2 separate regions of the Rattus norvegicus genome follow, and region 2 is linked to region 1. The links are chromatin contacts, called in public Hi-C maps. All regions are on one chromosome and are shown on one strand. The core of a region is the stretch at or near the end of the contact, and the rest is flanking DNA. Distances in the headings are between cores, read along the strand shown. Region 1 overlaps Ptprg (protein tyrosine phosphatase, receptor type, G). Region 2 holds the start of Ptprg (protein tyrosine phosphatase, receptor type, G).

The links. Hi-C and Micro-C count contacts between places; a contact is called where the count stands out from the background.
Region 2: a Hi-C map of liver shows a contact between it and region 1, with 2.9 times the contacts expected there. The contact joins the promoter of Ptprg here to the enhancer-like site in region 1. A contact is called at or near these places in 4 of 12 Hi-C or Micro-C datasets (kidney, liver and psoas muscle).

The regions. Positions count from the first base shown.
Region 1 is chr15:15,871,512-15,875,452 of GRCr8, reverse strand. The region is part of intron 1 of Ptprg (protein tyrosine phosphatase, receptor type, G); the gene reads left to right. LOC120097096 reads left to right here. Exons shown (of 2, transcript XM_063274845.1): 2 at 1-3,941. Among named protein-coding and RNA genes, the nearest start is that of Ptprg, 110 kb to the left of the region's middle. Within about 2 kb of position 1,827, at least 5 of the 93 cell types and tissues checked have an H3K27ac peak or open chromatin away from gene starts, as enhancers often do. A contact at or near this core is called in liver, where this site is marked.
Region 2 is chr15:15,980,531-15,984,336 of GRCr8, reverse strand. Ptprg (protein tyrosine phosphatase, receptor type, G) reads left to right here and starts at 1,756. Exons shown (of 30, transcript NM_134356.2): 1 at 1,756-1,952. The coding sequence starts at 1,868.

The DNA of each region.
Region 1 (3,941 bases), core at 578-3,077:
GGATTTGTTGAACTTGGGGATGAAGTTTGAAAAACACCAAGAGGGTGCTGAAATGACAGTGGCCTTTGTCCTCCGACTCTTAGGAGGTAAATGCCTTCTCTGCCTCTGCCTTAGGATACAATTAACCCAGGTCTGGTCTCCTGAAGGCCGCTCACTTTCTGACTTCCAGCCTCACCCATATGCTCTCTCTTTTTATATTGTCAGGTGGTCCCGAGGGTTGACTGAAACAACACATGTGAAGAATGGTGTGCGTGTGCGTCCTAAGAGAGGCCAGCAGAGAGTATCAGTGTCCTTTCCTATCAGGCTCAGTGTTAACTTCCATGAACTCTCCCTGAACCTGGAGATAGCCTTTGCTACACTGTTTGGCCAGCAAGCCCCAGTGGTCCGGCTGTTTTTTTGTTTTTTTGTTTTTCTTTTTTCTTACATCCCTGACCTCCCAGCACTGAGGACCATGTGTGGACCACGCCCTGCTTTTGCCATGGGTGCTGGGAATCTGAACTCATGTTCTCGTGCTTACACAGTGGGCACTCACTCTTACCCACTGGGCCATCTCCCCCTGTATGCTCTAAACTGGGAATTATAATTATAACCAGAGTAGGAGACCTGCAAGGCTTTCAGAGTGCTGTGTGAACAAGCTGAACTGAATGGGGAGGGTTGCACCAGGGTTCTTTGTGGAGTACGTGATAGCCAGGCTACGGTTGGGCTTGTAGCTCCATGGTCTACCATGAACCTATGTGATAAGGTCCTGGGCTAATCCCCAGGTTCATATAACACCCCTAATTTAAAAAAAAAAAGAGAGCAAGGTGGGAGGGGGTGGGGGATGAATGAATGAATGAATGAATGAATGTTGAGTTGGAAAGGTCTGGCCAAGAAGGTTCTTATTAAAATAGGAAAAAAGGTGAAAAATTTTTTTTGTTTGTTTTGTTTTTAATTAAAATAAAGGGTGCTGTGCATGGTCCCCACAGAGAGCAATCTGCTTGTCTCTGTCATTGTGTCAGTTCAAGGAGCAGACACCGTGGTGCAAGAGCATTTTGGTGGTTAATAATTGGGGCGGAAAAGGTGGGAGGCAGGACTAGGCAGGACCTCAGGACACCGTGAGGATCTCATGCGGTTGCAGCCGTGTCTCCAGGATCCCCACGTGTGAATTCCTTGGCATGGACGAGCTTCCCTTGACTCAAAAGCTGGTTGGATTTTAAACGTAAGCCAAGTATCAAGTTCCTTCTAGAAGGGAGCTGGCAGTGGTGCCTCCACAGGGCTACGCCACTGTTGAAGGCAGGGTTTTTACTGTATCTTATTTCTGTCACACCTCCCCCTGTTTATTTCCTTCATAGCCTTGGATCAGCAGCTGTAACAACAAGTTGGTACAGTTAATCTCTCTCCCCAAGGTGCAGCCTCAGTTACTCTAATTGACTTCTGGCTCACTGAGGCACACTGCGGGGGTACCGGAAGGGGCACTCCTTGGCAGGGTGGCATGTGAAATGTCTGGCCTCTTGCTGAGGTGATCTCTCATCAGGCCTTGGAAGGATGAATGACCACTGTACAGGGCTGTGCATGGGGATGCAGTTATGTAAAACGATTGCTAAGCTTTCTACTGGACTCTGGTTAGCTTGTGGTTGTTTACTCCTAAAGGAGGAAGGGGCTGGTGGGGAGGGAGACGCTTTTTATATATTTAGTGGGGGGTATATACATGCCTGTCCATCTGATCCGTGAGGAAAGTGAGGTGTGGAGAACTTCCTAGGGTTTGCCCAAGCCACTCACCTGAGGGATGGGTAGATGGGGACCTTGGCTCTGTTTCTGCATTCCAGGTCTGACAACTTGTATTGTGGTGATGTCAGGCAGTAAACATTAGGGCTAGGAATGGCTGGACAGAGACTGACCTACACTGCACTCTGGCCTGCACTGGAGTGAATGACCTCTTAGAACCTTTGTCATAACCAAATGGCAAAGCTGTGGGGAAATGAGTCCTCTTCAAGGACTGTAGCTTGGCACAGTTTCCGTGGTGGGACTTGGGCTGTGCCCATCACGATTCCACAGGCACCATCCCTTTGATCTGGCACCTCTGTCTGCCAGATGCTTGTTCTGCAGATGTACCTGTCCTCTAGTGCAAAATGACACGTGTCAAGGTTGTACGTACATCAAAGGAGCATTTGGATTTGGAAAAAAAAATGGAGGTAACCTGACAGCCCATTAATTGGAGTAGCTTTAATAAATTATACTCTCCCAAGTAATGGCATATGGGCAGCTGTTACAATTAGCTAAGCAACTCTCTCCGAACAGATACATATGTTTATCCGTATCTATATCTGGATTGCCCTAGATTGCACAGTGAAATCTAGATAAAGTCACGTTTTTTTGTTTGTAGAGGTCACAGGACAGCCTCAGGTGTGCTCTCAAACACTGTTTGGTTTTCCCCCTTTCTCCAGACTCTCTTACTGGCCTGGCACTTACCATGTAAACAAGGCCACCATCACACCCAGGAGACATCTGGTCTTAGCCTCCCCAGTGCTAGGATTACAAGTGTGGGCCACCATACACAGTTTTAGTTTTTGTAAACAAAAACAAAAACAAAAACACAGGTTCTGGGGACCAAACTTAATTGTCCATGCCATTGCCCAACTCAAGATGATGTTTTTTGGGGTATACAAAAGGCGTCACTGGAAAGATGGGATGAGGTGAGGGAAGAGGTGAGGATTTCACCGTCCCACCTTTTCTATCTTTGACTTTATTGTATCTGTAAGCAGTAACTCAGAAAAATGAGTTGAGTAAAGGAACTCCCCAAACCAGCCACGCTAAAGGGAGGTAGACATTAGACCAGGAAGAAGAGATCCAGTAGAGCAGACCACCTACTAGTCCTGAAATGAAGCAAAGAGCCTCCTTGTTTCTAGTTGAAAGGACACCTAGGAACTTTACTGAGTTGGGAATGGCTTGACTTGAAGATCTTCTCTGGAGTTTGCTTAAAGTCTTTCTCCCTTACCATTCACCGTTACCTACAGACCCACATCTATAGGGACAGATTCTTGTGCTATGTCTCCTTGTCCTTTTACCTCAGGATTATTGAATATTTATTTCTCTGAGCATTTGCGATGGTTATTCTGGATTGTCAACTTGGTGGGATTTAGAATCACCATGGAAACGTGCGGGTACGCCCACTCGTGATTATGTAGACTAGGTTGAGAGGTGAGACGGCTCACCTAAATGTGCTCAGCACAGGTCTGTGGGATGGAGCTGTGGACTGAGTGGAAAAGAGGAAGCGATGGCAAACCCTCTCTGCTTCCAGGGTATGGAGGGAGTGTGCCCACAGGCTTCCGGCCGGTCCCACTGCCATTACACCCCTCCATGATGGCCAGGACCATCCAATGGTGAGTTCAAATATCTCCTTCCTCCTTCAGTTGAGTTTTTTTTCCCTCCCAGATATTTTGTCACAGTAATGATGAGACCCTAAGCAGAACAGCTGGGTGCCCACCTTCAAGATGGATTTGGGAAAGCCTCCCACCTAACCAAGTCACTTGGCCTCATCTCTGTAAATGCGGCCTACACTAAGAATCGTGTAGACATTACTGCTAAAAAGGAAAGTCAAATCTGCATGCTTGATATTTATACAAAACTATAGGAGTGCCCAGGAGGTTAGGGAATAATGAATTTCTTTTATGTAGGACTTTGTAGCTTTGCTGGACAAAGAAATCTTTTCATTAACACATTAGAGAAAAATTTTGAGGCCAATTTGCATTCAGTCTGAGAAGCATGTGTGGGGGTGGTGTCGAAATGTACAGCAATGCCTGCTCCTTTTCGGGAAATCAATTTGTTAAATAGCCCTCAGAATATGACAGCTTTATGGGAGGATTATGACTTTTTTTTTTGTTTTTGTGTCTGCTAAAGAGCTAGAGAATAAGACAGTTTAATCACATGCCATTCTGTGGATAGGACCGTGGGAAGTTAAGTTG
Region 2 (3,806 bases), core at 507-3,006, 110 kb before region 1:
CCATATCGTTTTCAAAGAGAGGCAGGAAAACTATGAAAAGAATTACAAATGGCTAATTACGTTGGCTCAATTACAAACTTGATGAAAAAAAAAAACCTGCCTGCCTCACTTTTAGCACCAACGTAGGAGGAAAAAATAGGTTGCGGAGAAGCCCAAGCGATAAAGATCTCAGTGAGAGCCAAGGGACAAAACTCATTACAGATAAGCCTAGTCCTTGCATTTCCCCCGGATGCCTCTCCCTGTAGCTTACTTAAGCCGCATCTCCTAGAGCAGCTGCCGGGAAACCAGTCCTGCCCCGGGGTGCTGCTTTCTCTTGCCCCGGGTGAGAGGCGCACTTCATTCGCCCTCTGCCTAACCAGGCCAAGGTGCAGCCACCTTCTCCCTGAAACCGAGAGTTGGGAGAACTCCGTGACAGACTTTCGTGGTTTAGGGAAAGCGGGTGTGGGACTGGGGCTGGATTTTGCTAGCCTGGGATCAACCCCCGATCCCTTGCCTCATCTCCCAGCAGTAAACTCTGTCAATGGAAGCTCGGAAAGGAGGAAGAAAAAAAAATCAAATCTAATGAAACCTGAGTGCAAAGGCCGCTGGGCTTTGTCTCTTAGTCCCGGAATGCAGCAGGAGAGGGACGCCGGAGGTACACCCCGCCGAGGCACCGTCAAGGTGGTGAGGCCACACGGAAGTCCCCAGTCCATGAAAAAGATAGCTGCTGGTCCCGCCTCTCTCCCAATTTCAACCGGGCCACCCTTTCCCCTTCCCCAAGTCCGGGATTCATGAACCAGGCCAGGGATCTCTCCGAATCCAAGCAAAACGCTTCGCCTTTAAGAACTCAAAAATGGAGCAAAGCCACGCAGACCGAACAAGGCTGAGGTTCTCTTCTCTGTCCTAGACGGAGCCTGGGTTACCAGCTCCTCTAAACGTACACCCATAGCCCTAGGCACGCCTGGAGAGGAGAGTAGTGCAAGTCCTTGGAAGTGGGAGCCCTGCGCGGCCGCTTTAAGAGAGTGCAACGCGCGCCCCCGCCGGCGGCAGCTCGGGGATGCGCATCACCGCGCGCCCGTGCTCGCGCGCCCCCGCCGCCGCGCGCCCCCAGATCGCTCGCTCGCTCGCCCGCTCGCCGGCTTTAAAGTCTCTGCCAGGATCCATGCTCACATGTTACTTCCTGTATGGAGGCATGGCCAGTTTCCAGCCCCGCGCTCTCGGTTCCTCCCCAGCCTGCGCCGGAGCCACAACTTTCGGGAGCATGGACTGAAGGCGCCCTCGCCCCGGCGCCCCTCTGAGATCCTTTGTGTTTCCCTGCTCTCCACTGGCCGTTTCTGTTCTGGGGGGCTCTGCGCTCCGCCCCGCCGCTTCCCTCCCTTTCCCCGCTCGCAGACATGCCTCCTTCCTTGCCGGGGCCCTGGAAGGAGCTGCCCGCCTGAAGCCCGGAGCCGCCGCGCCGCACACAGCCCCTCCGTCGCCCGCCGGTTCTTGGGCTGCGCTGCGCTGCCGACTCAACTTGGGGCTCTTCCGCTCCTAGCCGCCGCCACCCGCGGTCCCTGCCTGCTCCCGGCCCCGGGCAGTGCCGCCGTGCGCCTCCTCTTCGCCCTGCCCTATCGGCTGGATCGTCTCTGAGCGAAGAGGAGCCCTTCTCCTCCGAGAGGATCGTCCCTAGCGTAGCTTTGCATTCCCGGTCACTTTTTGAGGTTTTTCCGGGAGCTCTGGCAGCTTCCCGGATTCCTGCGGGACCAGTCGCCGAGTGTGTGTTGGGGGCCGTGTGGCGGGCGAGCCGAGAAAGCCTCCAGGCTTAGCGGAGCCTCGCTCGGAAGCAAGAACTTATTCAACAAGTTTACCCCCCCTGCCTTTCTCTTTTCGATGTGCGTTTTCGGACATGCGGAGGTTACTGGAACCGTGTTGGTGGATTTTGTTCCTGAAAATCACCAGTTCTGTGCTCCATTATGTGGTGTGCTTCCCGGGTAAGTGCGGGCCGCCGATGGGACGCGGCTCCAGCCCGCGCGCGGGGTATGCGGAGTTGTCGCCGGGGCGCGGAGCTTGGGCGCCAGTCTAGGGACCGCGGAGAGGGTGAAGGGGGGCCGGGCTACGGAGGAGGAAAGAGAGCTCTGCTTCATTGGCTCCGGCAATGTTCTAGGAGGCTGATGGTCTGAGAGGGCAGAAGCAGTGGCGGGCTGGAAAGGAGGATCGGGGACTCAGATGTGCTCTGACTGTGGCTTGGGAAGCTTGAAGCATCTGGAGTCGGGGAGGGCGGAAGGGGGGAGGCGACTTGCTTTGCTGATACAGAGCTGATCCGGAGGGCTAGAGTTGCAGGATGTCTGGGGAGATTGGCTGTGGGAAGGATGCTCTGTTGGTTTGAGTAATCTGGGGGTGCTCCCGTTGCTTCTGCGGGGATAGAAGGAGCTCATAACCGTGGCTCACTTTGCATCCCTCCGACCCTTTGTAGGGGGGAAGGAGATGTTTGGGGATGGAAGGCGGAGGCTGGCTGCAGAGCAGTTAGGATGTGGGGAGCAGCCGGCGTGGCGTTCTAGTCGCCGGGGCCGCCTCGTTTGAAACAGCCTTGCTCCGGGCTGAGGTGCAGGCTACGCCTCAGTGCAAACGGGAGGCAGCCCCCAGGACGCGAGGGGCCTGGGAGACTCGGGAGGGCAGGGAGCAGGGAGTTTTTGGCTAGATCCCTGACTCACTGGGCTCGAGGCCCCTTTCTGTATCACTCTTCTGGGCTGGGCTGCCTGGGTCCAAGTGCAGAGCGCGGGTCGACAGCTGGGTAGCTTCTGGCGTCCGGGCAGATTTTTTTTTTTCTGTCTGGCGCGCCCTCCCTCCCTTCATCTTTGCCCTTTTGCAGGCTGAGTGTGCATGCCAGACCCAGACCCAGACCCGCTCATTTTCTAGCCAGGTTAAGGCTGGAACAATATTGGCCACTCGACAATCCTAAATCATTGCACGTAGCGGTGTGCAGCTCGGCCACCCTCCACTTCCAGCCTTCAGCCCACACCCTCCCCACTTCGTGAGGGCATAGGCCAGCCGCCTTCCTCTTCTCTTGCAGAGTCGGAGGGTTGCAGCTCAAGCCTCGCTTAAGCTGTCCAGCTCCTTCTCAGTGGGTGAAGGCCACGTCCTCTCTCCTGGCTCAGGGAAAGAGGTGGGAGAGGGCGCGATTTGCTTTTCTTTCCTCGATCTCCTAAGGACAGGACACCCGGTTTTTCTGCTTTCTCATCTGCCTGTTCTGGAATATTGGAGGCGGCGGTTATTCTAATCAAGAAAAAAAGAAACGTGCCACACTGTTTCCGTTTTCCTTGGTTAATAGCTTGTGTTCTGGCAACCAGAGCGCAGAGTTTTGGTGCAGCGGGTACCCCCAACCCTGTCGTGTACCCAGGAGCCAAGCTCGAGGACCCTCACTGTTCCCGGGGATCCTCTCTAAGGGGACTGGCAGCGAGTGATTCCCTCTTTGAAGGTTTGAGGGTGGTTGTGAGCGACAGAGGGCAAAACACTGCGGTTTTTCGGCTCCTTTTCCTCGGTGCATCCTCCTGTCTCTGGTGCTGTCAACAGAGCTCGGCGAGGGTGCGCGTGCCTACTCACTAGGAGGCCTGGGGTTTACCCACTAGGGTCCTGTCTCTATGGAAGTAGACGCTGAGGAGCACATCCTCTGAGAATCTGCACCCTTCTCCCTTAGAGACCATTGGGTAGCATTTGTTTTTAATCATTGCCTTTGACTAGACCTCTCCCCTCTCCCAACCTCCCTTGTCAGGGACTTGCCAAGCTGACTGCGCTCGGGTGTACCCGAGGTTGAGCCTAGTAAGGGTCACTTTTTCATAAAGGGGGTG